Linked DNA regions of Mus musculus: regions 1, 2, 4, 5, 6 and 7 are each linked to region 3. A link is a contact called in public Hi-C, HiChIP or PLAC-seq and promoter capture Hi-C data. All regions are on one chromosome and are shown on one strand. Each heading gives the region's core, a stretch centred on a gene start, on an enhancer-like site or on the middle of the called end of the contact. The rest is flanking DNA. Distances are from core to core; before and after follow the strand shown.

The links. Promoter capture Hi-C pulls out the DNA fragments that hold promoters and counts their contacts. A called contact is a pair of places that touch in the nucleus more often than the background predicts. HiChIP or PLAC-seq counts read pairs in DNA pulled down with a chosen protein or histone mark.
Region 1: a contact with region 3 is called in an H3K4me3 HiChIP or PLAC-seq map of bone marrow-derived macrophages, with 2.7 times the contacts expected there. The contact joins the enhancer-like site here to the promoter of Creg1 in region 3. A contact is called at or near these places in 10 of 39 promoter capture datasets (the C10 cell line, the HPC-7 cell line, HPC-7-derived erythroid cells and 6 more), 23 of 484 Hi-C or Micro-C datasets (B cells, the BV-2 cell line, the C10 cell line and 17 more), 8 of 115 datasets of contacts at active chromatin or transcription factors (the HPC-7 cell line, Th17 cells, bone marrow-derived dendritic cells and 4 more) and 3 of 9 other capture datasets (adipose tissue, embryonic stem cells and liver).
Region 2: a promoter capture Hi-C map of the HPC-7 cell line shows a contact between it and region 3. The contact joins the enhancer-like site here to the promoter of Creg1 in region 3. A contact is called at or near these places in 21 of 39 promoter capture datasets (the 3T3-L1 cell line, 3T3-L1-derived adipocytes, the C10 cell line and 15 more), 2 of 15 datasets of contacts at CTCF or cohesin (CD8 T cells and the NIH/3T3 cell line), 85 of 484 Hi-C or Micro-C datasets (3T3-L1-derived adipocytes, the AML12 cell line, B cells and 56 more), 20 of 115 datasets of contacts at active chromatin or transcription factors (the 230-238 cell line, CD4 T cells, the HPC-7 cell line and 16 more) and 3 of 9 other capture datasets (adipose tissue, liver and pancreatic islet).
Region 4: a promoter capture Hi-C map of liver shows a contact between it and region 3. The contact joins the enhancer-like site here to the promoter of Creg1 in region 3. A contact is called at or near these places in 3 of 39 promoter capture datasets (liver and pre-B cells), 2 of 484 Hi-C or Micro-C datasets (embryonic stem cells and liver), 2 of 115 datasets of contacts at active chromatin or transcription factors (the SCID.adh cell line and embryonic stem cells) and 3 of 9 other capture datasets (adipose tissue, liver and pancreatic islet).
Region 5: a promoter capture Hi-C map of trophoblast stem cells shows a contact between it and region 3, with 2.1 times the contacts expected there. The contact joins the enhancer-like site here to the promoter of Creg1 in region 3. A contact is called at or near these places in 1 of 39 promoter capture datasets (trophoblast stem cells), 1 of 484 Hi-C or Micro-C datasets (ventral hippocampal neurons) and 1 of 115 datasets of contacts at active chromatin or transcription factors (embryonic stem cells).
Region 6: a contact with region 3 is called in a promoter capture Hi-C map of the HPC-7 cell line. The contact joins the enhancer-like site here to the promoter of Creg1 in region 3. A contact is called at or near these places in 5 of 39 promoter capture datasets (the HPC-7 cell line, cancer-associated fibroblasts, cranial neural crest and 2 more), 2 of 15 datasets of contacts at CTCF or cohesin (the G1E-ER4 cell line and large pre-B cells), 89 of 484 Hi-C or Micro-C datasets (B cells, the C2C12 cell line, CD4 T cells and 55 more), 11 of 115 datasets of contacts at active chromatin or transcription factors (the HPC-7 cell line, PVALB interneurons, the SCID.adh cell line and 8 more) and 3 of 9 other capture datasets (adipose tissue, liver and pancreatic islet).
Region 7: a Hi-C map of B cells shows a contact between it and region 3, with 9 read pairs. The contact joins the enhancer-like site here to the promoter of Creg1 in region 3. A contact is called at or near these places in 4 of 39 promoter capture datasets (the C10 cell line, the HPC-7 cell line, cranial neural crest and 1 more), 1 of 15 datasets of contacts at CTCF or cohesin (large pre-B cells), 2 of 484 Hi-C or Micro-C datasets (B cells and ventral hippocampal neurons), 2 of 115 datasets of contacts at active chromatin or transcription factors (the HPC-7 cell line and fetal liver) and 3 of 9 other capture datasets (adipose tissue, liver and pancreatic islet).

Annotation. Positions count from the first base shown.
Region 1 is chr1:165,581,935-165,585,025 of GRCm38.p6, forward strand. No RefSeq gene overlaps it. Among named protein-coding and RNA genes, the nearest start is that of Gm51750, 24 kb to the left of the region's middle. Within about 2 kb of position 1,802, at least 13 of the 459 cell types and tissues checked have an H3K27ac peak or open chromatin away from gene starts, as enhancers often do. A contact at or near this core is called in bone marrow-derived macrophages, where this site is marked.
Region 2 is chr1:165,984,637-165,987,865 of GRCm38.p6, forward strand. All of the region lies in intron 1 of Pou2f1 (POU domain, class 2, transcription factor 1), which reads right to left. Among named protein-coding and RNA genes, the nearest start is that of Pou2f1, 16 kb to the right of the region's middle. Within about 2 kb of position 1,360, at least 50 of the 459 cell types and tissues checked have an H3K27ac peak or open chromatin away from gene starts, as enhancers often do. A contact at or near this core is called in CD8 T cells, the G1E-ER4 cell line, the HPC-7 cell line and 9 more, where this site is marked.
Region 3 is chr1:165,761,824-165,765,119 of GRCm38.p6, forward strand. Creg1 (cellular repressor of E1A-stimulated genes 1) reads left to right here and starts at 1,935. Exons shown (of 4, transcript NM_011804.3): 1 at 1,935-2,315. The coding sequence starts at 1,962.
Region 4 is chr1:165,616,722-165,619,984 of GRCm38.p6, forward strand. The region is part of intron 1 of Mpzl1 (myelin protein zero-like 1); the gene reads right to left. Among named protein-coding and RNA genes, the nearest start is that of Mpzl1, 16 kb to the right of the region's middle. Within about 2 kb of position 1,545, at least 112 of the 459 cell types and tissues checked have an H3K27ac peak or open chromatin away from gene starts, as enhancers often do. A contact at or near this core is called in the SCID.adh cell line, adipose tissue, liver and 1 more, where this site is marked.
Region 5 is chr1:165,563,302-165,566,739 of GRCm38.p6, forward strand. Adcy10 (adenylate cyclase 10) reads left to right here. Exons shown (of 34, transcript NM_173029.3): 27 at 622-826; 28 at 904-1,000; 29 at 1,965-2,080. Among named protein-coding and RNA genes, the nearest start is that of Gm51750, 5.9 kb to the left of the region's middle. Within about 2 kb of position 1,345, at least 9 of the 459 cell types and tissues checked have an H3K27ac peak or open chromatin away from gene starts, as enhancers often do. A contact at or near this core is called in trophoblast stem cells, where this site is marked.
Region 6 is chr1:165,956,685-165,960,046 of GRCm38.p6, forward strand. All of the region lies in intron 1 of Pou2f1 (POU domain, class 2, transcription factor 1), which reads right to left. Among named protein-coding and RNA genes, the nearest start is that of Pou2f1, 44 kb to the right of the region's middle. Within about 2 kb of position 1,462, at least 5 of the 459 cell types and tissues checked have an H3K27ac peak or open chromatin away from gene starts, as enhancers often do. A contact at or near this core is called in the HPC-7 cell line and bone marrow-derived macrophages, where this site is marked.
Region 7 is chr1:165,926,092-165,929,167 of GRCm38.p6, forward strand. All of the region lies in intron 2 of Pou2f1 (POU domain, class 2, transcription factor 1), which reads right to left. Among named protein-coding and RNA genes, the nearest start is that of Pou2f1, 75 kb to the right of the region's middle. Within about 2 kb of position 1,665, at least 11 of the 459 cell types and tissues checked have an H3K27ac peak or open chromatin away from gene starts, as enhancers often do. A contact at or near this core is called in B cells, where this site is marked.

The sequences.
Region 1 (3,091 bases), core at 552-3,051, 180 kb before region 3:
AGGAAGCAGGCCAAGTGCAGCTTTTCCCCTCCATCCCTCCAATCCAATCCCCCAGCCCTGCAGCAGACCTCCTGCTCCGGCCTCTTCTCACTCTCTGCCTCCATTCTCAAGGACTAAGCAGATCCTGATAGAATGTCCCCTCCCCCAGCCTTCCTCCAAGCCATCCCCATTCCTACGTGTCAGCACCCAATCCCCAGAAGCACATTTTACCTGGACCCCCAGTGGCCACACCTACCAGAACCCCAGAGGAATTTCCCACCAAGCAACACACACCCATCACACTCAGGGCAACAGAAACCTAGGAACAAAACACCCACCCAACAAAGACTGGACCATATATCGGGACCTAGAATTGTAACCTTCCCAATCCCAGATGCACAAAACTGCCATAGCAGCCAGGACAATATACCTCCACTAGAGGCCAGCAGTCCTGCCACAGAGGCTCTAATATACCAGCATATCCGCAATCACAAGAAAAAGGCCTTAAAAACAGCCTTTATGAATATGACAGAGGTCCTTAAAGAGGAAGTGAATAAATCCTTTAGGGAAATCTAGGAAAACACAAACAGTGGAAGAAAATGAATAAAACAGGTCATGACCTGAAAGTAGAAATAGAATCAATAATGAAAACCCAAATGGAGAGAAATCTGGAAATGAAAATTTTAGAAACTCAAACTGGAACCATAGAGGCAAGCTTCACCAACAGAATACCAGAGATGAAAGAGAGCCAAGCACGATGGCGCAGGCCTTTGGTCCCAGCACTTGGGAGGCAGAGGGAGGCAGATTTCTAAGTCTGAGGCCAGCCTGGTCTACAGTACAATCATTTACGATAATCAAGTAGGCTTCATCCCAGAGGTGCAGGAATGGTTCAACATATGTAAATTGATCAATGCAATTTACCATATAGATAGTCTTAAAGACATATACTCCATGATCACATTTGATGCAGAAAAAACCTTTGACAAAATGCAACAACTCTTCATGATAAAAGTACTGTGAGATCATGGATACGGGTCCATACATCAACATAGTAAACATCATAAAGCACACAGCAAGTCCACAACCAACATCAACTTAAATGGAGAAACTCAAAGCAATTCCACCAATATCAGGAACCAGACAAAGCTGTCCTCTCTCTCCATATCTGTTTAGTGTAGTACTTGAAGTCCTAGCTAGAGCAATAAGACAACTGAAGATGATGGGGGAAGGGGGATTTAAACTGGAAAAGAAGTCAAAGTACCTTTATTTGCATGTGATATAAGTGGTCCTAAAAATTCCATGGGGCCTGCAGCTAATAAACATCTTTCAGAGGTAAAATGAATTCAGCACCCTACCCAAGAAAGAAAAGAGGGAGCCAGGCAGTGATGCTGCACGCCTTTAATCCCAGCACTTGGGAGGCAGAGGCAGGCGGATTTCTGAGTTCGAGGCCAGCCTGGTCTACAGAGTGAGTTCCAGGACAGCCAGGGCTACACGGAGAAACCCTTTCTCAAAAAAAAAAAGAAAAAAGAAAAGAAAGAAGAGAGAGAGAGAGAGAGAGAGAGAGAGAGAGAGAGAGAGAGAGAGAAAGGAAGGAAGGAAGGAAGGAAAGAAGGAGCGAGCGACAGACTGAAGTAGAGAAGTCTACGGTGAAGTTTAGAAAGCGTATGTTCTACATGTCTGGGCCCAGGTACATCTATCTGATTTTACAGATGACCCATAGGTTTTACAGGGATGCTGAACTTGGTTGCTGGTCTTGGCTACGTCACAAGCCCTGGGTTTGGGCGCATCTTCGATGTGGCCAGCAGATGGCAGCACTGGACTTGGCTGTGGCCTCAGGAGCCTTTTCCAGCAGAGCTCTGAGCTGTAGCTTCTGCATGTCTCACCCACAGGAAGCTTCCACCAAGGTGCTTTCTGGAGCAGCCCGCCCAGAATTATGTTTAGGAGAAAGATGTGATAGGTAATCCGTGACGACTTTAGGAACAGAGAAGAGAAGCATTATCTTTGTGGGTTTTGTTTGACCCCACCCCCACCCCCATGCACCCTTGAACCTTACCTACTCTGAACTCCTGTAGAGCAAAGATGCTCTACATTGTCTATCTAGCACTGAGCCCAGAGCTAGGCATATAGTAAGTGTTCGGGAGCTGTCAAGTGATGGATGTATAAGGAATATTTGCTCTTGCTCTTTCTTATAGCGGCCCTAGGGACCTGGTATTTATTCAGTGAGTGAAATGATGGTCTCAGGCCCTGTACCATGAATACAGGAATGAGCCAAGAAACAATCCAAACCGTGGCATATGACATAGACCTGAAAACTCACTGGACTGGATCCAGCGGTTGAGTCTATGCCCTTGAGGGAAAGCTCTTTGTGCCTCAGTTTCCTGGTTTGTAACATGGAGATTTAATCGTAGCATCTTAGTCTTTCTGTAAGGTGGTGGTTGTGTGTCAATGCTGGCAAACAAGCAACTAAAATACAGGGCACCTGCTGCACACACCCTGATGTGGCCTTTAGAAAGCTGGTGGGAGCTAGCTGGGAAGAGGTGTGAATCGGACAGAAGGCCTTCCCAGGCCAGCACACAGCATTTGGTCCTGGAACTCTGGAGCACTGGGTCCCCACCCCCAGACACCAGCTGGTCTGAGGAGACCCACTGAACAAAGGAGCCTTGTGGGCCATCTGGCTTTAGGTCTGGGACCCATCAACACCATCCAAAATAGGAGTCTCAGGATGACCACTGAAGGACATGTATGGACCATATTTCTGTTTTAGAAAGTCTTACGGTCGGCTTTTATATGTGGTACTAAGGATCTAAGAATCAAAGGATTCACACTGGCTGAGCAAGTATTCTCCCACTGAGGTGGATCCTGCGTCCAAGGCCACCCAGGTTTCACCAATCACTCTCAGAGATGGAAGAGATCTGGGCCAAGATAGACACAGGCAAATCGTGTCACAAGCTGGAATTAGGGTGGCCTGCCAAAGAGAAGTGATTGAAATTTAGGTCAGGGGTGCTGATCTGCCGGGTAGTAGGAGACGGAATACACTGATATCAGAGGTGGGGGAACTTTTCTGGAAGGGTACTCAAAGAATCAGATACAGCTAGTTGTCAAGTGAACAGGG
Region 2 (3,229 bases), core at 110-2,609, 220 kb after region 3:
TTTATTTTGTTACTTATGTGTTAAGCATGGATTTGCTTCTATGTGTACCCCATGTGTACCTGGTACCCTGGGAAGTCAGAGAAGCCAGTGGATCAACTAGAACTAGAGTTACAGATGCTTGAGCAGCCATGTAAGTGCTGGGAATTGAACCAAGATCCTCTATAAGAGCAGCAAGTTTTCTTAACCGACCTGCCAACTCTTCAGCTTGAAAACAACTAATTTTTGGGTTTCAGGACCCTTTTAGGATCCTAAAAATTACTGCAAGGTGTTGGTAGATTTCTAAAATGGCCTCCACTGATACCTGACTCCAAGTATTACTGCTTGCTCTTGAGTGTGAAATGGATCAAGTAATATGCTTCTAATAACATGGCAGAAGGGAACATACTACTTAGGAAATTATGTTAATGATCAAGTGAGGATTCTTTGATAGATGAAAAGAATGCAGAAGCAAAGTAACACTTGTTTAATGTTAGTAACTCTTGAGCCTTGGATATCCAGACGGTCTGCTTTCAGTGTGACACCTCTGCACTTTTAAGTTCTTGTGGCCTAGTACTGAAGGACTAGTGTTACACTTCCAAGCTTCAAGTGTTTGGACCCTTAGCTCTTATTATTATGGATCCTAAGAAGCCAGAGCTCTTAGAAGTGTTCTGGAATTCTGCCAGCAGTTAGACAGAGCTTGCACCTTTTCAAACACCCCACTCTCTGCTGTCCTTTACCCTCTTTAATCTCAGCTGTTCACGCTCCACGCCCCAGCCTTCTACTATCTCTCTCCTGCACTGCTCACTGCTACTGACTATGACAGCGAAGGCTGAGTTGCTGGCTCTTTGTATTTTGGACTCAGCCTTCTCTAACAGAGATAAAGGCCACAAGTAGGTCAGTGTGGGAGAAAGAAAGGTCTGACAACTGTCAATCAAGTAGTTGAAATATCTGTGCCTGACAATTTTTGTCATCAAAAATATATATGTACGTTGAGGGGTGCTAGCTATGAAGACTAACCAAAAAATTAAGTCTTGTTCTCAGAAAAATGTCACCCAGTACTTAGTCCTCACCCAAATACCATCTGAGAGGGAAATGTCCTCTTAGAAGGAGTTGAGTCTTCCTAACCTACCTTGACTCAGTTACAAGACAATGGTTTCAATCTTGCTAACGTTCTTTCCTTGCTAGCATTCTCTTTGGCTCCTTCAAGGCCTACTCTAAGGAAGAAAGCTGTAGAAACCACAAAGGAAGGGAGGGAGGGCAGTTTCTGATCAACCAAGTACTAGATAAGAAGAAACTGAGGTCTTAAGTGCAACAGTAAGGAGAACTCCATCCATCAACAATCATGTGAGCAAGCTCGGCAAGCTCCCTCCCATCTGAACCTTCAGATAAGACTATAGTTTGGGCCAAAGCATTGCAGCCTTTTAAAAGGCTTAACATAGAGGACCCAACAAAACCATGTGCAGATTCCTCACCACAATGATCTGTGTCTTCCTTTTATGTCTATCCTTTAGTGGCAAAGATTCTCACACTGTTCCTACCCTATTCAGAGAGGATTTTAAGCTCTCTGAAGTGCTCTATACTTAGGATTCTCACAGAAAGAATGAGAAGGAAACTGGCAATACTATAAAGAACATGCACAAACATGCTCTGAGCAGGTGATTCTAACCATCAGCTATGCATAGATATGCACGGCAGAACAAAAAACTATTGTGTTGTGACTGCTGAGATAGCTATCTACTAGCTTAACATGTTTGTAGTGGTTAGGATACAAACACATGAGGCATGTCATAAAGAAGGCAGTCAATCTTACAACTCCCCAGAGAAAATAGTAAATATGTACACATTATCACATGAGCTAGCCTATATGCAAAATGAGGCATAAAACGAACACTTTGCTTCATTTTATATGCCAGGAATACTTTCAGGGGACTAAAGAACTTAACAAAACTAAGCTAGGCATGGTGGTGCACACCTTTAATCCCAGCACTTTGGGGAACAGAGGCAGGTAGGTGGATCTCTGTGAGTTCAAGGCCAGCCTGGTCTCTATACTGAGTTCGAGGACAGCCAGACTTACATAGTAATAGCCTGTCTTTAAAAGAGAGGGAGGGGGAAGATTCTAGTGTGCAGAAAATAAAAATTACATATAATCTTAAATATGGTGCTAACATTAATGTTTTAATTGATATAAGTTTTAAAAACAAAGAAACTTTTAAGCATAAAGGAATATGGCTACCATTATTAAACAACTAAATACACAGATATCATTACATAACATGATTTTCTATTATCCAGACTCAGTCTACCTTAAGCTAATAACTGAAGTTGTATGTCGATTAACCAAGCAAAAATTCATGTTGTCAACTTACTATAACAAAGGTTGCCTTCACATTCTTTTAAATAGCATAACTACTTTATCTGCTTAAGTGACTTTTTACTGACATCACTATGTACAAATCAGTAGTAACTAAAATAAACATTTCTGATTCCTTGCTTTTAAAGCAAAATACTTGGTTATTTCAACTACCCCCATCCCAGACAATTTGGAGTTGTGTGCAATAACACAAACAAGTTATAACAAATGTTTTGTTAGGTTACTGCTTGACATCATCCAATGAGAGATAAATAGTGAAACAAGAGTTAGGCTAACTGCTACCTCCTAGGTAAAAACTTCCTGGAACAATTTCATACAGAATCAAGAGTATCCAAAGCAAAAGATCTAAACTACACAAATCTCTATGAAAATAATGGTAAAGAACTCTAGAGAAGGCAATAAAGTAAGCAAAAGACAAACAGCAGGACATGGCAAAAGTGTATTAAAGGTATTTATAAACAAAGCAAAAACTAAATAGCAAAACATGGAGGAAGTTTGCTTTTTAAAAGGAATTTGTACAGGAACACAAAAATTGACAGCAAGCTTACAGGTACCTAGGAAACACCGATGAAGAAATGCACAGTTCTCTACCAGCTTAAACAGCTTATAATCATTTATTTGTGACCCGTGTATTGAAACAGGAATGGCAAAAATCCCTCCTTAACTATCTTGTGATTTAAAATGATGACTGTCATTTAATAAAATCACAAGCAGAAAACATACAATTACCTCTGAATTACACCCAGCATGCCCTCCAGCACTATTCTTTCCCTTAATAGTTTAATTTGTCCACTATTTCACCAAAAGTCATGCCTCAATTTCATCCCTTTTTTATAAATAAATTGTATTACTCGTGCATGTGAACTGGAGAGGTGTGCC
Region 3 (3,296 bases), core at 685-3,184:
AATAAATCATAAAAAACAACAACAACAACAAAAAAGAATGTGTGTAGTACAAACAGTTTAAGCTTATCTCTGACTAGCTTACAAATAAATGAGACTCAGGCTATGGCTATTTTATTTGGCTTTGATGAATACTGGGGGTGACCCCTAATCTACTCTTCTAACTACAGGCCTGGCTTCCTCTCTATTGGTGTACCCCAGACACTTGCTGTTTCTCCTGACCATGTGCTCATGGTACCTCCTCCTCCTCTTCTTCCTCTTTCTCTACTCCTCCTCCTGCTCTTCCTCTTCCTCCTCATCTTCTTTCTCCTCTTCTTCTTCCTCCTCCTCCTCCTCTTTCATTCTTCCTCTTTCCCCGTCTCACCTACCTCTAATCCTTCCAATGACTGGCTGCAGCCAATTTTATTTAACCAATAGATGTAAATCAAGGAACAAGGTCTGTACAACAAAAGCTTGTAAGCATGAGAAGTCACTAATAGGGCTAGACTTTCTCATATAGAACCTAGCATTACAATACATAGCAAAAGACCAAACCTCAACACACGTGAATGGGAGAGAGAGAGAGAGAGAGAGAGAGAGAGAGAGAGAGAGGCAGAGACAGAGAGAGAGACAGAGAGACAGACAGAGATCAGGAGAAAGACAGAGTAGTGGGCCAGATTGGGGTGGGGGGCTAGCTAGAGGCAGACCTCAGAATATCTTTCCAGAAATCTCCTTTAGGAGTCTCACACCAGTCCCTAGAATAGAGGCTAAGCCTGATTTTTATATCATTTTAGAGGTGTCAGGAAGTTTCACATCCCATGATTTAGTTCATCCTGGCCTACATGACAGGGAGCTGGGTGCCACAGACTAAGAGGAGCTGCCAAGGAGCTGAAGGGGTCTGCAACCCTATAGGTGGAACAACAACATGAACTAACCAGTACCCCCAGAGATCGTGTCTCTAGCTGCATATGTAGCAGAAGATAGCCTAGTCGGCCATCATTGGGAAGAAAGGCCCCTTGGTCTTGCAAACTTTATATGCCCCAGTACAGGGGAACACCAGGGCCAAGAAGTAGGAGTGGGTGGGTAGGGGAGGGGGGGGTACAGGGGACTTTCGGGATAGCATTTGAAATGTAAATGAAGAAAATACCTAATATTTTTTTAAGAAAGAAAAAAGAGTAGCGGCTAAGCACGGACTGCTTCATAACTCTGTTAGGAAGAGAGAGAGCTGCAGAGAGGTGTGGCCTGATTCAGACTATAGGATGGGTGGGGCTTAAAAGATTCTAACAGTGGCCACAGTTTTAAAACGACGCAAACACGTTTGCATACATTTTCTAACTCCCTAGGGTAGCAGAATGAAAATCCTCCACGGGCTTGGAGGATCTGCCAGAATAAATGCATGAAACCACGAATTTAACCGAGCTAGATGACTTGACAGGTCTCAAATGGACAAGGTCAAAGTCTTGAGTGGGATACCGAAAACTAACAAAGTGGCTTTATCTGAAGACTCTTCTGGGCCAGGAATTTTTAAGTTCCTGCATGTCGGTATTTCTGTACTGTACTACATATAGGCTTGCTTGCTAACAGTCAGTAAACAGAAAAGAGCACACAGAAAACTCACGTTCTCTTAGATGCCAGGCAAGCATACTCAAAGACATTAAAAAGGAGGTGTGTGCGTGCATGCAGGCAGCTTTTTTCTAGCACTGTGACTTAGGAAGTTGCTTAATTTCTTCTAGACCTCATTTATCTGTCTGTAAATCAAACAAGCAAAACAAATATCTCTTTAGGGCAAATTCGCACTCTTCACAGAGCAGATCACAGGACACGGTGAACAGACCATATGCTTCTGGAAACTGGGTTGCACTGGAGCCACGCCCCCTCTTGCCTGCTCATCTCTGATTGGCTTTCTCGGAGGGGCGGAACAACGGGCAGGCAATAGTTACCCCGGCAGAGTTTGGTCGGTGGGCAGGGACTCCGCAGTCAGCGTCATGGCTGCCCGTGCTCCTGAGCTCGCGCGTTCCCTGCTTGCTGCCCTTCTGGCGCCCGCGCTGGTGGCACTACTGGTGTCGCCGGCCTCGGGTCGCGGAGGCCGGGACCACGGGGACTGGGACGTGGACAGGCGATTGCCTCCGCTGCCACCCCGCGAAGACGGGCCGCGCGTGGCCCGCTTCGTGACTCACGTCTCAGACTGGGGCTCGCTGGCCACTATCTCCACAATAAAGGAGGTGCGCGGCTGGCCCTTCGCGGACATCATCTCAATCAGTGACGGTCCTCCGGGAGAAGGCACGGGCGAGCCCTACATGTACCTGAGTCCACTGCAGCAAGCCGTGAGCGACCTGCAGGTGAGCGGGAGCGCGGCGCGGTTTCCCAGACCCGGCAGAGCAGGAAACCAGCGTCTCCAGTTTAGCTCGCTGGGGAGAGCGTGGGTCTTAGAGATAAGACTTTTGAACCCAGCTCACATGACTGTCTCTTCTGGCCTGCGCTGGCTAGGCGGAGGTTGTAGCATCCCAGATGTTGGGGAACTACCAGGAAGTTCCTACTTACCCTGTTACTGGTCTAAGCGCTTGGGGTAAATTCTTTGCCAGTACCTGGAGCACTTCACACCCTTCAGATAGTCAGGCGTCCTCTTTAGGCGCTGTCTCTGCATAAACTGCACTCTTGTGATCTAAAGGCATACAGATTGTTGGATAGTTTAGCGTTTGGCTTATGTGACTTCGGAGATTCTCTTCCCTACCTTTACCTATCAGCAGTGGGAAACTACTACACAGCATTATAGTTGACTGCGGACCTGGCTCTGCTTACAGCTCAGGTGGAAACAGCCTGGGAGGGAAAGGCCACACAGGAGCCCAGAAATGAAGCCTGACTCGGTGGAGGGTCTGTGGCAAAACTGAGAAAGCTTGGTGTCGTGGTAAACAGTGAGCCAAGAGACGCCGACGCTTTAACCAAGCCCTTGCCATGGTATGTGCCTAGGGCTTTTCGGTTCCACCTGTTTTCATTCATTGTCTCTTGTAGTAACTCTTAGAAACAGGCATGGCTATTCCGGGTTTACAGATGAAGACATGAGGTTAAGTAATTTGCGCAAAGCCAGGGGGCCAACCCTAGTTCACCTCAGACCCACTTGTCTTCAAAGCACAGGCCACAGGACTGGGACCCATGTGCTAGAATAGAAGAGACCCGTTTTCTTCAGCCTCCACAGAGTTCTGTATTGTTCTAAACAAATTTAAATTAGCTACTGCCTTTTAAAACTGCAATCCTAGGGGCTAGGGAAATAGCCCAGTTGGTAAAATACTTGCCATGTAGGCGCGAGGACCTGTATTTGGTCC
Region 4 (3,263 bases), core at 295-2,794, 150 kb before region 3:
TCCATGAACTTACGTCCAAGGCTTACATAAACAAACGTCTGTGTAAACCCTGACACAGTAACAGCATCGGCACATTTCCCCCTTTGTTTAACAAGCAGCAGAAAACTTTGCTGAGTTATGCTGGGGCTCAAAGGTCAAGAAAACAAATAAACAACCCAGAAAGAACTCTTCAGTTACTGAGCCCTAGAGACTAGGGCTTCTAAAACGCACTGCCTTGCCAATTTATCTTTGAGCAGTGACTTTGCCGTTTATAAAGAGCATGGAGACTGCCTCAGATGGAAAGACACCTAGAGAATCCCTGACCGGCAAACACAACGCAGCAAGGTCATTTCTACAAGAAGCAAACAATACCCACACTTGATGTGCTTATGGTTTAGATGGAAAGCCAGGACATTTTAGTAAAGATCAAAAGGAAAATACAGAGTATGAAAACAACAAAGAAATGAAGCTTTGTTTCTTGGGTCTGGCAGCTGCTCAGGCAGACTCTGACCCGGCCATCTATCTAGCTGAGTCCCCAGCACGAGTGCCACACCACCCAGCCTGAAGAAAGCAAATTGAGACCCGGTTAGACAAACATGGCTCGTCCAGGAGGTCATTTCCTGACATGGCCTGTTCCAATACTCTGAATTACGAACGTAACAGGAAGTGAGTGAGGCGGCCCAGTGACCTTATTACTCCAAATAAACTCAAACTTGTAAAACCACTGGAAATATACTGGATAGCATAGTTGTGAGTAAACAAAACACCCCCACAGCCCAGGCAGACAACGATCCTGAAACAGCTTTTGGTTGAGACCATCCTCGTTCTGTTACTGTTACAAAGGATCCTGTTAAGGTTTTCCCTGTCATTGAAAGAAGGCGGTTGCTTTAATCCGCAGCCTCCCACCCCCACCCCCAGCCCCACCCCCACCCCGGCAAGCACTTTGAAGTTGCCAGTATGGCCTCTCATGAAAGCGTATAAATCCATCTATTTAGGAACTGCTCTCTGGCCTATGCTTCATTGATTTTGTTGGAACATGGTGATGGGCTAATACTATCTGCTAAGACAAGCCCTCATGTGACCTTTTAAAAGAAAAAAACAAAACACTAAACACAAGGTCATTCAGGAGGAGTTTACCGCTGGGCCACCACGGTGGAAGGGACAGGTGCCTGGGCTCTTACTCTCTATTTACCCCATGAGCTGTGTTCTTTCTCTGCCTCCCCCCCCCCCCCCCAAACATTTTATGTTTCAGGATAAAAACTGAGGGAGAGCCACGTGGTGGTGGAATGCTTTAATCTCAGCACTCCAGAGACTAATGCATGTGGATCTCTGAGTTCGAGGCCAGCCTGGTCTACAGCGTGGTTTCCAGGATACCCAGAGCTACACGGAGAAACCCTGTCTCAAAAACCAAACAACAAACAAAGTGAGGGAAAGACATTAGTAAGAAGGGGAAAAACATCTTTTTTCAGTCCCAGAATGTTCCAGGCAAAACATTCAGTAGTACCCACTGTGCCTGAACAATCTGACTGGCTAAGCAGAGCTTGGTCACGTGTGTCAGCAGCGACTGCGCAGGTGCAGAGCTGCTTGGCAGCGGTTGGTGGCCAGAGGCCACTGAGAGCTCAAATGGGCTCCTTTCTTCCATGCGTCAGGGTTGCTATTTTGGAACCCTCTTAGCTGAATGACACAAAGTCAGGGACGGCTACAGAAATATACTCCATTCAGTGAGCCTGAAATCCTCATCAAGTGAACTTTCCACTCGCCGGGAACACACTCCTTCCTCTGCACGCTGTCTGAGCCTCTGCTTCAGGCTTCAATCTCAAAATGACTTCCTTCCCCCACACTTGGTGATCCCATGACATCCTGTCCTTCCCTGGGCACTTCTCCCATTGTGCTCTGTGGAAAGGACAGCTGTCTATAGCCATCAGAGGGCAGAGGACGGGTTCTATGTTCACTATTACACTCTTGACCTGACAGTCGCGTGGTCCCTTCTCAATGTGTTCAGGTGTTGTTTGATGCTGGGGGTGGGGGTGGGGGGCACAAAATGAGAGAACTAAGGAAAGAAAGAACAAAATATACAACGTTCTGAGTGCTTCACAATAAAGGTTTCAAGATTTGAGTTGGAGAGATGGCTCAGCGTAGCACTTAAGAACCGTGGCTGCTCTTGCAGAGGACCTAAGTTCAATTCCCAGCAACCACATGGTGGCTCACAACCATCTATAACAGGATCCGATGCCCTTTTCTAATATGTCAGCTACAGCATACTCATATAATAAACAAACAAACAAGTCTTTAAAAAAGAAAACCAAAATCATTTTTTTTTTAATTCAAGATTTGCAGGGGTGGTGGCGCACACCTTTAACTCCAGCACCCAGGAGGCAGAGGCAGGTGGGTCTCGAAGTTTGAGGCCAGCCTGGTCTACAGAGTGAGTGAGTTCCAGGACAGCCAAGGTTAGAGAGAGAAATACTGTCTTGAAAAGCCAAACAAACAAAAAAATCCAAGTTTTAAAACACCATCATGGTGGGGCGGGGGTGGAGGGTGTCTATAGAGATTACTCGGGACAATATCTGTTGGCTGGAACTGTCTTGAAGGCAGCATCTACAGGTCTCCTCCAAAGGGAATTTATCTATCGGAATCTCAATGTAAGGGAAACATCCATGTACTTGTGGGAACAGGCAGGATTCTCCAGTCTCAGGGCCAATCCCTACCATTCACACCCATGTCCAGCTGGCCACGTCCCTAGCCTTAACTTTTTTTCTGGACCAACAAAGATTTTTCTGTTGCTGAAATGAGAAATATTCACAAGGTCCTAAATCAGGCCAGTCACTGCACTGACTATAAGTCACTTGACTATAAGGCCTGGAATGGCTTCTCTGTCTCTCTCTGTGTGCACTGTTCATCTCTTTCCTGTGACTGAGTGCTTTTTTCCAATCAAGCATTCATTCTTACAAGTCTATGCAGGAAGCGACAGCCTTGTGCAGACAGACAAACATGCACAGTCCATCAGGGAAGGCCCATTCCCTGCATCTGGACTCCCAGGGAGTCATGTGAGGATGTCCCACAGTGAGCCTTCACTAAAGACCAAGAACTCAATGCAATCACGCAGGCAATGCACAAGCCATTCCTGCCCTCCGCTTGCCCTGTAGGACCAGCAGGTAGGATCCAAGCATGTCCTCAGATTTTGGCAAAAAGAAGAAAATATAGTCCTTTGGGTAAATCTGATCATTTTCCTGCCAAAAGGTTATAACTTAACACCCCGTGTTGAAAGCCCTGAGGGCACTAACCAC
Region 5 (3,438 bases), core at 95-2,594, 200 kb before region 3:
TGTGTGTGTGTGTAGAATGATTCTTCAGAAGTAATTCTTTTCTCCTTGTTCTTCTCTAAGCATTTATATCCTGGGGCAACTTCCTCATTTTAAAGATTTGCTTAAGGAGTGAGTAACATCTCTTAAGTCTCCAATTATGTTTTAAATCAGTCCTTACTTTATCAAACAAACCAGCCAAACCAGCTTTCCTTTTTTTCTACATTACAAAAGCAGTACATAAGAAAGGATAATTCTCTTTCAAATATTCCTTTCTACCTTAACATAAGAACCTGCCAGGTAGACCTGTCCACCTTAACATAAGACCCTACCATGTAGACCTGATTGCACCCACCCCATCTTGTACTATGCAGCCATTCCTCCCCATGTGTAAGCAATTGCCTATACTTTCCCCCACAAATTAAAATGTTTGGATTTCATTTAAAGACTGTGCACAAGAGCGGCCACGGAGCTTATCCTAGAAGACCCAGTAAGTAGGTGGCAGCCACCTAGTTTGATTTCTGTACCCAAGCCCATGGCATTGCTCCGTGTTTAACAAACAAAGGGTCCTGGCAGGCTCTGAGCCTTTCATGCTGCGGTTCTTCCTCAGTCTCCCTCCTCCTCTCTCTGTTGCTGCCTTCACAGATCATCAAGGCTTACCTGGACTTTTCCCTGTACCACCACCTCGCTGGCTACCAGGGCGTGTGGTTCAAATATGAAATACTGGTCATGGAGCAGCTCCTGAACCTCCCCCTGAAAGGCGAGGCCATTGAGATCATGGCGTATACAGCCGACACACTGGGCCACATCAAGTTCTTAATGGGTCATCTGGACTTGGCCATTGAGTTAGGTAAGGGCCGGCAAGGCAAGAGAACGCATAAAGTCACATGTAGTACCCCAAACACAGCCTGATTGCTTTCTCCCCAGGCTCTCGAGCCCACAGGATGTGGTCACTTCTTCGGAATCCCAACAAATACCAGATGGTTCTCTGCAGACTGAGTAAACCTCTTTTCTTGAAAAGCAGGTATTTGCCCTAAAGCATTTTCCAAAGTTCGGGTTCTACTTTCCTTCCTGTTGCTGTGACTTTCCTTCCTGTTGCTGTGACTTTCCTTCCTGTTGCGCTCTGCCCAAAAGTGGGGAGGGGCGGGATGGTGGTGTTTACACTTCCAGGTCATAGTCCATCTTCGAGGAAATTTGGAACAAGGAACTCGAGCAGGGACTGGAACAGAAACCATGGCTTCTTGCTGGCTGGCTCTCTGTTTCCCTTTCCAGTATGTGATTAAGCTAACCAGCTCTTAGAACTGGAGATGGTGCCTCCTCCACAAGGCTGGGGCTCCCAGCATTAATTAATGATCAAGTCAATTCCCCACAGACATACCCACGGGTCAGTGTGATCTAGGCAGTTCCTCAACCAGAAAGCTTTCCTCTCCAATGAGGCTACTGGGTTGGCAACCACAGCTAATTATGGCAGGAAGCTGTTTGTGGGATTCTGGCTTATTTTTCCCTCTGGCCATGGCACAGGAAAGGAAGATACCGTAACTGATAACTGACATTTTATCATCAACATCACTTTTCCCCTGTTAATTCTCCTCCTGGAGTTCTTTTGTATTCATCTCTAATCTGGTTGCTCTGGCCAAGAGGGCAACCAATTATGCTTATTGCGGGGAATAGGACCTCCATTTCTGGTAGATAAAGGGGAAAGAAAAGGCATTGTGCATGCACAAACAAACAGCAATGAAGACTTGGCCACATCGGCCAGACTCTAGTCCTCCTAAAATGGAGGAGCCCTATATGAACAGTTTGGGGTGAGGACCCAGTTGGAGGCTTAGGTTCTAGTTCTGGGCAAGGGAAGATTTGAAGCCTATTCTAAGGTTGTATTCTATTGTATTTGGCTCTGAACTACTGTTCATGTCCAGGACTAACTAGACAAGGACTGAAGTCCATCCCTTCTTCTCACTCCTTTTAACATCTTCACCTCTGTTGCACAGATATAAACATTTGGTCCAGGTGCTGGGATGGTTGTGGGACCTTTCTGTAACAGAAGAGGACATCTTCAGCAAGGCATTTTTCTATTTCGTCTGCTTGGACATCATGCTTTATTCTGGTACGCGTGGAATTTATCCTGGCTTGGGGAATGAAAAGAAATCAGGGTGGATCTCCACACTGGAGTGATGAGGCGTCTCTCAGGACTTGGGCTTTGGACTTTGACTTTGAACTAGTTAGTGTTAAGGGATGGAGAGAGCCTAGTGATGTGATTCAAGGAGCTGGTTAATAATTACCAAAATTGTAAGGAAGCAATGAATGCTGGGTATGTTGGTACACACCTTTAATCCCAGCACTTGGGAGGTAGAGGCAGGCAAACCTCTATGAGTTCAAGACTATCCTGATCTATATAGTAAGTTCAAAGACAACCAGGGCTACATAGTGAGACCTTGTTTCAGGGCTGGGAGAGGAGTGAGCAGTGAAAAAGAATAATGAAATCTGGAGGAACCTTGTAGGTCTGAGCTGTCAGATCAATTTCTGATGGTTGATAGTCACTGCATTGTTTAACAATGTGCCCTTTACTGGGACTATTTAATTTTTTCAGGCTATCCTTAGAAGCTTCATGTTGATAACCATATCCAACGTATGACCTCCAGGCTTCATAGCCATGACTCCGTTCTGTTCTTGTTTGGTCTTTGTTGCTATGACTAAGCATGATGACCAACAGCAACCTGGAGAGGAAAGGATGTCATTCACCTTGCAGGCTGCAGTCAGGACAGGAGCTCAAGTCAGGAACCTGTACACTAACTGAAGCAGAGACCATGAAGGAGTGTTGCTTACTGCCTTGCTCTTGTGGCTTTCTTGGCCACAATCCAGGACCACCTACCCGGGGGGTGGCACTGTGTCTAGTAGGCTAGGCCCACTCACATCACTTCCTATAGAAGCAGATTCTCAATTGAGGCTCCTTCTTCCTAGATGACACTAGCTTATATCAAGTTGTCCGAAAACTAACGGGCACACAGTCTGACACAAAACAGTAAATCTACCTAAAACTTTATGAGACCTTCCTCTGTAGCTTGGTTGCATGATTCTCCAACATGAACATTAGCAATGACAATGTGTGTTGCTGTGTTAAAGCTTTCACATGCCTACAAGGACTGGCCCATTGAGAATGAGAGTTAATCGCTATTGGCGATGCCAACAGAAAAACACAGCTCTCTCTCTCCTCACAGAGGATAAGGAAGTGTCTATTCTAGAGCCAAATGTGAATGACAGTGGTCCAGGAACACAATCCCATGCCACCAGCACAGAACCAGCTCCTTGAATTCTTCCATAATAATATTACAAAGAAAGTCACAAATCAAGGTGCTTTTCAAATATATAGGTGAGAATATCAGAGAGAACTTACAGCAAACCGGACAGATCTTAGCTACAGGCTTCAGATGCTGCCTGCTACCACACTCAGCTTTTAGGTCAGGT
Region 6 (3,362 bases), core at 212-2,711, 190 kb after region 3:
TAGGAACAGGATTTCCTACTCTGTCCCCAGAAGATGGAGAGTTTACACACTGCTTACAGGAGATGCAACAGGGTCTATGTAGAAGAAAAGGAGCAGAAGTCAGAGCATTGAGCCATTTCTCACTTAACCAATAATAATTTCCATCACTTTTAAGTAAACAACCAATTTATGAAATAAAAGAATTGCTTTAAACACTCCAGGGACTGCTTCAGATTAGGACCGCTTCGGATTAGAAACATTCAAGCAACTTTCAATTACTACAGAAAGTATCATTATTTACTACAATTCAGATATTAGCTTAGAGATGTATACAGTTTAAAACCAGTAGAAATGTGAAATCATTAATCAAGGAAATAAAAATGAAAGAAGAAAACTTACCCTAGCACCCTAAATGAAAAACAGGATAGTTGGAGGGCAGATAGGAATAAATACTGAAGAATCTGGCTTGAATTTGAAGTAACTAAGAATTTACTATCTCCACAAATTTCCACGGCAGAATGTGTGAAGTTGGTTAATTAAAAGCATTTACTGATTATTATAAAAATAAATACAATTAAGCACTTATGCATTTCTTACTGTTTATTAAATCTCCTTCATAACATAAAGCATGGAGGACTACTTCCCAAACTATAGAAAAGGGCTGCAGAGATGACTCAGTGGTTAAGAGCACTTGCTGCTCAAATGGAGGACCAAAGTTCAGATCCCAGCATCAGCGTATAAGCCCAGTGATCTGTAAATGTAAATGCCCATTACTCTGAGGAACCTAACCTCCTTTTGGCCTTTGCAAACTCACTTGTGTGCCTGTATAAATGTGTGCATGCACTCACATACACAGAAAAACAAAAAATAAGTAAATAAATAAGATCTTTAACTACATAACACTAGGGGACCAAAGAGGTCGTCTTTTAGTGGTTAAGAGCACTAGCTGCTCTTCTTAGAAGACCTGGGTTCAATTCCCAGCACCTTCATGGTAACTCATAAATAACTGAATGAAACTCCTGTTCCTAGGGGTCTGACACTCTCTTCTGGCTTCCATTGGCCCCAGGCACAAATGTGATATACAAGCATATGTGCATGTGCAATACCCATAAGTTAAAGAATTATTATTCATGTGCTGATCTTAAATACAGAACATTAAACTAGAAAGGTGGTCCAAAGGCTTGCCAAACAAGCATGAAGACCTGAGTTCAAATCTCAGAACTTCTGCAAAACTGACACATGTTTTATGTGTCTGTAATTTCAAAATTCCTAAAGAGAGATGGAAGGCAGAGACAGCAGCACCCCAAGAAGCTCATGGGTCAGCTGGCCCCCAATACAAAGCAGTGAACATGGTCAAAGGTGAGGACCAACACAAAAGCTGTCCTCTGACTTCCATAACCCACATACGCACATGTACTCATATTACACACACACACACACACACACACACACACACACACACTTTTAAAACATTTTTTAAAATTAATCTTGAAAACATGGGACAGTACTTGAAATTTTTTTATCCTAGCAAACTATAATAACTAGCTACTATAAAGCTCAACATCACTCTTGAGTCTAACTTTTTAAACACAGCAGAAAGATAGAGGACCCTAAAACATTCCTAACCCCATTTCCAAAAGAGGAAGTCCTTCTGGATTCCACTGGTTTTGCTACTTCTACAATGTTACTGACTTTCATTTTGTTTGGCTTTGTTTTTTTTCCCCTTGTAAGTAATCACCAGTAGTCACAACTGTGACTTCCTTCTCTAGTCAGTAGTATCCACAATCATTCTTTTCTAACTCCAGTTCTCATCTAACAGCTATCTTTCATTCTAACATTCATTGGCAAACTACCATACTCACAATAGCATAAACATTCCCAGAAACTAGCATTTTCTGGGAAATAATTATACAGAGCAACAACATTAGGCCTTGTGGACCCCTAATCTGTCACTCACCTTCCCATTTTTTTAATATCATAAATATAAAAACTAAAGCTGGTCCCAGCACTTGAGAGTTTGAGGCCATCTTAATCAACATAGTGAGATTCAGGCCTTGGCCACACTAAAAAACCCTGTTAAAAGAAAAATAAAATAAAATCCATTCCTAGCTCAAGGTTTTTTGTTGTTGTTGTTGTTGTTTTGTTTTTTTTTTAAATAGCCACAGTGTGACAGGCATTAACTAGTTTCTTCTCACAAGAACAATCATGTAAGTTCTTTTATCATTCAATTTTACATATGAAAAATAAAGAAAAGGGTATTGGGTAAACTAAACTGCTCAGCAGCACCTGACAGTGGAATCTAACCGTAACATAGTACTCCTAAGTCTCCCCTTGAGAGCCCCAAATGTCTTAGTCTTTGGGTTTACTGTTCTTCAGTAAAGTAATACAAAGCTTTCTTAAATTTATTATTTTATTGTATCAGTTACCTAGCACGATATACAGAAATTTATAAGGCTGCTATTAAGAACTGTATTGGCCCCATACATATGTAGCAGCTTGGTCTTCAAGTGGGTCCCCCAACAACTGGAGTGGGATCTGTCCGTAAAGCTGCAGCCTGTCTGTGGAATATGTTCCCCTAACTGTGCTGCCTTATCTGGCCTCAGTGGGAGAGGACGCTCTAGCCCTGCAGAGACTTGATGTGCCTGGGTGGAGGGATACCCAGGGGGGCCTTTACCCTCTCAGAGGAGAAGGGGAAGGGGGATAGGGAAGGGACTGTGTGGGTGGTGGATCAGAAAGGGGGGGCAGCAATTGGATATAAAGTGAATTTTAAAAGTTTAAAGACTTCCTGTCATATGGGGCATTGAACTATATGCAGATCACCTACATGGGATGGAAGGAGTTCTCTCATGTCTCCTGGAACCAGGGCTCCTGTGGAAGTTACTGGCCCCTCAGCCCCCACAAAAGAAGCATGGCTAGAAGTCAAGTAGACAATGTCCCAAGCTTCTGACCTTCATGCTAAACTCCTCCCCAGTTACCTAGCAACAATAAAGATAACAGCATACCATAAGAGGGGCTACTTGGCCCCTCCTCACTCTCTTGCTCTTACTCCCCTTACTCTCTTCTCTTCTCTCCTCTCCCTCTCTTTCCCTCTTCCTCTCTAGCCTTTCTTCTCTCTCTCCTTTTCCCCCTTCTCTCCTCTTAGCCATGGCTGGGGTCTCTCTCTCTCTCTCTCTCTCTCTCTCTCTCTCTCTCTCTCTCTCTCCCTCTCTCTCTCTCTCTGTGTGTCTGTCTGTCTGTCTGTCTCTGTCCATCAAGGCCCACTGCGCTTACTCTCACCTGCGTGGAAACCTCTCTCCCTCAGCCCTCTCTCCCATAACCCCAGGGCTACAGGGTGTCGCTCTGGGGCCCCCTGGTTTCAGAGGCTGCCCCTTCCTTGTCCACCC
Region 7 (3,076 bases), core at 415-2,914, 160 kb after region 3:
GAGGATGCCCTTGAATTCCTTCTAGCCTCTACTTCTGAAGGGTTGGAATTACAGGCAAGAGCCATGACATAAACATGACATAAGTGTTAAAGCCTTCTGTGTGCTTAAAACCTTAGCACTGAAGGTAGAGGTAGATAGATCAGGAGAGTTGGCTGGACAGCCAACCTGGCCAAAACAACAAGTGCAGTGAGAAGCCTTTCCCATTGTAACAAGGGGGAAAGCAGCTGAGGAAGAAACCTGATGTCCTGCTCTGATCTTTACATGAGCATGTATGAGAATCCCACATCACACTAGTGTGCATGCAACACACAAAGCAAGATAGAAGATCAATTCCAATTCCAATGAAAAAGAAAGCCAATGTAGTAATACTGGCTAAATTAAAGTCTCTACAAGAATGTAATTCTGTAATTTTGGGAATGACTAAACAGAAAAGGGTCTGGAGATCATACAACATACCATAATTTGAGAGAGAGAGAGAGAGAGAGAGAGAGAGAGAGAGAGAGAGAGAGAGAGAGAGAGAGAGAGAGAGACTTGGTACATCTTTCTTTAACTTCATCTTAGCTTTTATTGCTTCTTCATGCTGAGGGTAAAATGCCAACCACCATTATGTTTAACTGTAACCCATTCTTCAATGGGCAGCATAAACTCTACCTCCTCTAATGATGTCTTCCATAACACTTTCTTTCCAACTTGGAAATACATTTTTCCTTATACTGAATTCTCATGAATCACATACTTCTTAAGGAATAGTCTCAATGTTGACTGCTTATTTTTTATATGTATTTTTCTGTAAAATGAATTTGATATCAAAATCATTATCTTACTGCACTGCAGTGAGTCCTCTGGGTGCAGTAGGCACCTGGAGTACTGGAGACCACAAATGCAGTTCTCCTGTCTTCTTCTCAACTTTCTTACAAAGCTAACCATCTGTTCTGTGTACTGCTGCCATCATGTGTGTGGTGTGTATGCATGTTTCTATATGTGCATAGTTCACTGCACATGAGATTGATGTTAGGAATCATACTTGATCACTTCCTCCATATTCACTGAGTAGTCTTGCTAGCCAGCTTGCTTAGAGAAAGCTCTACCACTGCTTTTCAAGGCTGGACTTACAGGCAAGCCACAACAACCATCAACATTCATGTGGCTTCTTGAAATGAGAACTCTGGTTTCTCCCCCAACCCACTTGTTTTAATTTGTACACTTTCTCCCTCAATGGTGGTTCATTTTACCTTGCCTATAAGTGTATTTAAAAATTCATTAAAAGAAATAATCAACAGAACAAACTGACACCCTACATACAGAATGGCAGAACATCTTTATATCACACTTCAGACAGAGGGCTAATGTTCAGAATTTACAAAGAGCTGCAGAAGTCAAATACCAAGGAAATAAAACTGCCAATTAACAAATGGGCAGATAAGCTAAATAGATAACTTAAGAAAAGAAACAAACAAACAAAAATGGCCAATAACTATTTTTAATGTGTTAATATCCCTAGCCAACAGGGAAATAAGAATTTAAACTACTCTGAGATAAGACCTCACCCCAGTGAGAATGGCTGCCATCAGTAAGTACGACAAATGTGATAGAAGATGTGGTGACACTACTGTTGGGAGATATGCAAATTAGTGTAGTCATTGTGGAAATCAGCTTGGAAATTTCTCAAATAATTAAAAATAGAACTACTACATGATCTTACTCTGTCACTCCTGGGCCCATACCCACAACTCCACAATCTATCATAGAGATATTTACACCCCTTGCTGCTTTATTCACTAAAGCAAGAAATTGGAATCTGGTCTGTCAACAGATGAATGGCCAATGAAAATATGATATATAAAACGAAATTCTATAAAGTTCTAACGAAAAATGTAATCACAAAATGTGCAGAAAAATTGATGGACTTTGATTGTGTAATATTAAATGACGTTACCTAACCTCAGAAAGAAAAAAATACATCATCTCCCTCATGTGGAAACTAGCCAGTTATATGCAAATAAATGTACATGGGCCATGATACCACATGTAGAAAAAAGAAGAAGAAAGGTTATGGGGGTGAGGGAAGGACTGACTGAATGTAGGAAACAGATACAAATACAAGGGATACGAAGCTAATTTCTTTTCTAACTCTGCCACGGATTTTTTTTTGGTTTTGATAGCTGATACCGCATAAAAATATATTAGATAGTGAAGTATAAAATTCAACGTGAAGGAAGCTTAATAGCTTCTGTTCTGAATGTATAATCTAATGGGATAGAAAGAAGTTCCTTGAGTTGTACAGTCTTTTGAATCTATTTTGGTGTGTTGTATTTATTTCTTTGCAACTCCTCCCAAGTGCTGATTCTAAAGTCATGTACCACACTATACCCCACTTAAAAAATAATTTACGAAGGAAGGAAGGAAGGAAGGGAGGGAGGGAGGGAGGGAGACAGGTAGGCAGGCCATTTAATAACATTATGTTGCTCTTCTATGCTTGATCTTGGATAACTCACCATAAACTATCCAGAACCAGTTTTGTTAATGTCTTGGCTTTTGGTAGATTGTTAAGAAGACTGTGAGTCTCATCTGTTTGTACCAAATCTAGTAATAACACCTATAACATTTTACATATAAGACAGAATCCTGAACAAACCTGAATCACAAATTTTCTGTGTGCATATGAAGATTGTCTGTCTAAAATGCATGGTCAGAATGCCTGACCTTCATACCTCTCATTACCCTTAAAATCTTATAAAGCAAACTCTTAGCTGTGATCATTTTAGGAAAAAGAGGTCGACACAACTGTCTCCTGAACCTATAAAGTTTTAGACTTTGGTTTTATATAATATTCAGGGCTCCTTTCTTTAAAATCTGGACTTTTTCATGAACTACAAAAACAAACAAACAACCCCCCCACACACACAAATTACTAAACAAATGAAAAAGAGCAAACAGTCTATATAGTTCACTGAATTTTAAAATGAAAACTAAAACAGGCATAACATGATCTAAATAAGCTACTATTTTCTTTATCATGGCACAAATGGTGTCACTGTGTTTCACGTTTTCTTTTCTTGAGGCAAGCAAGGTCTTG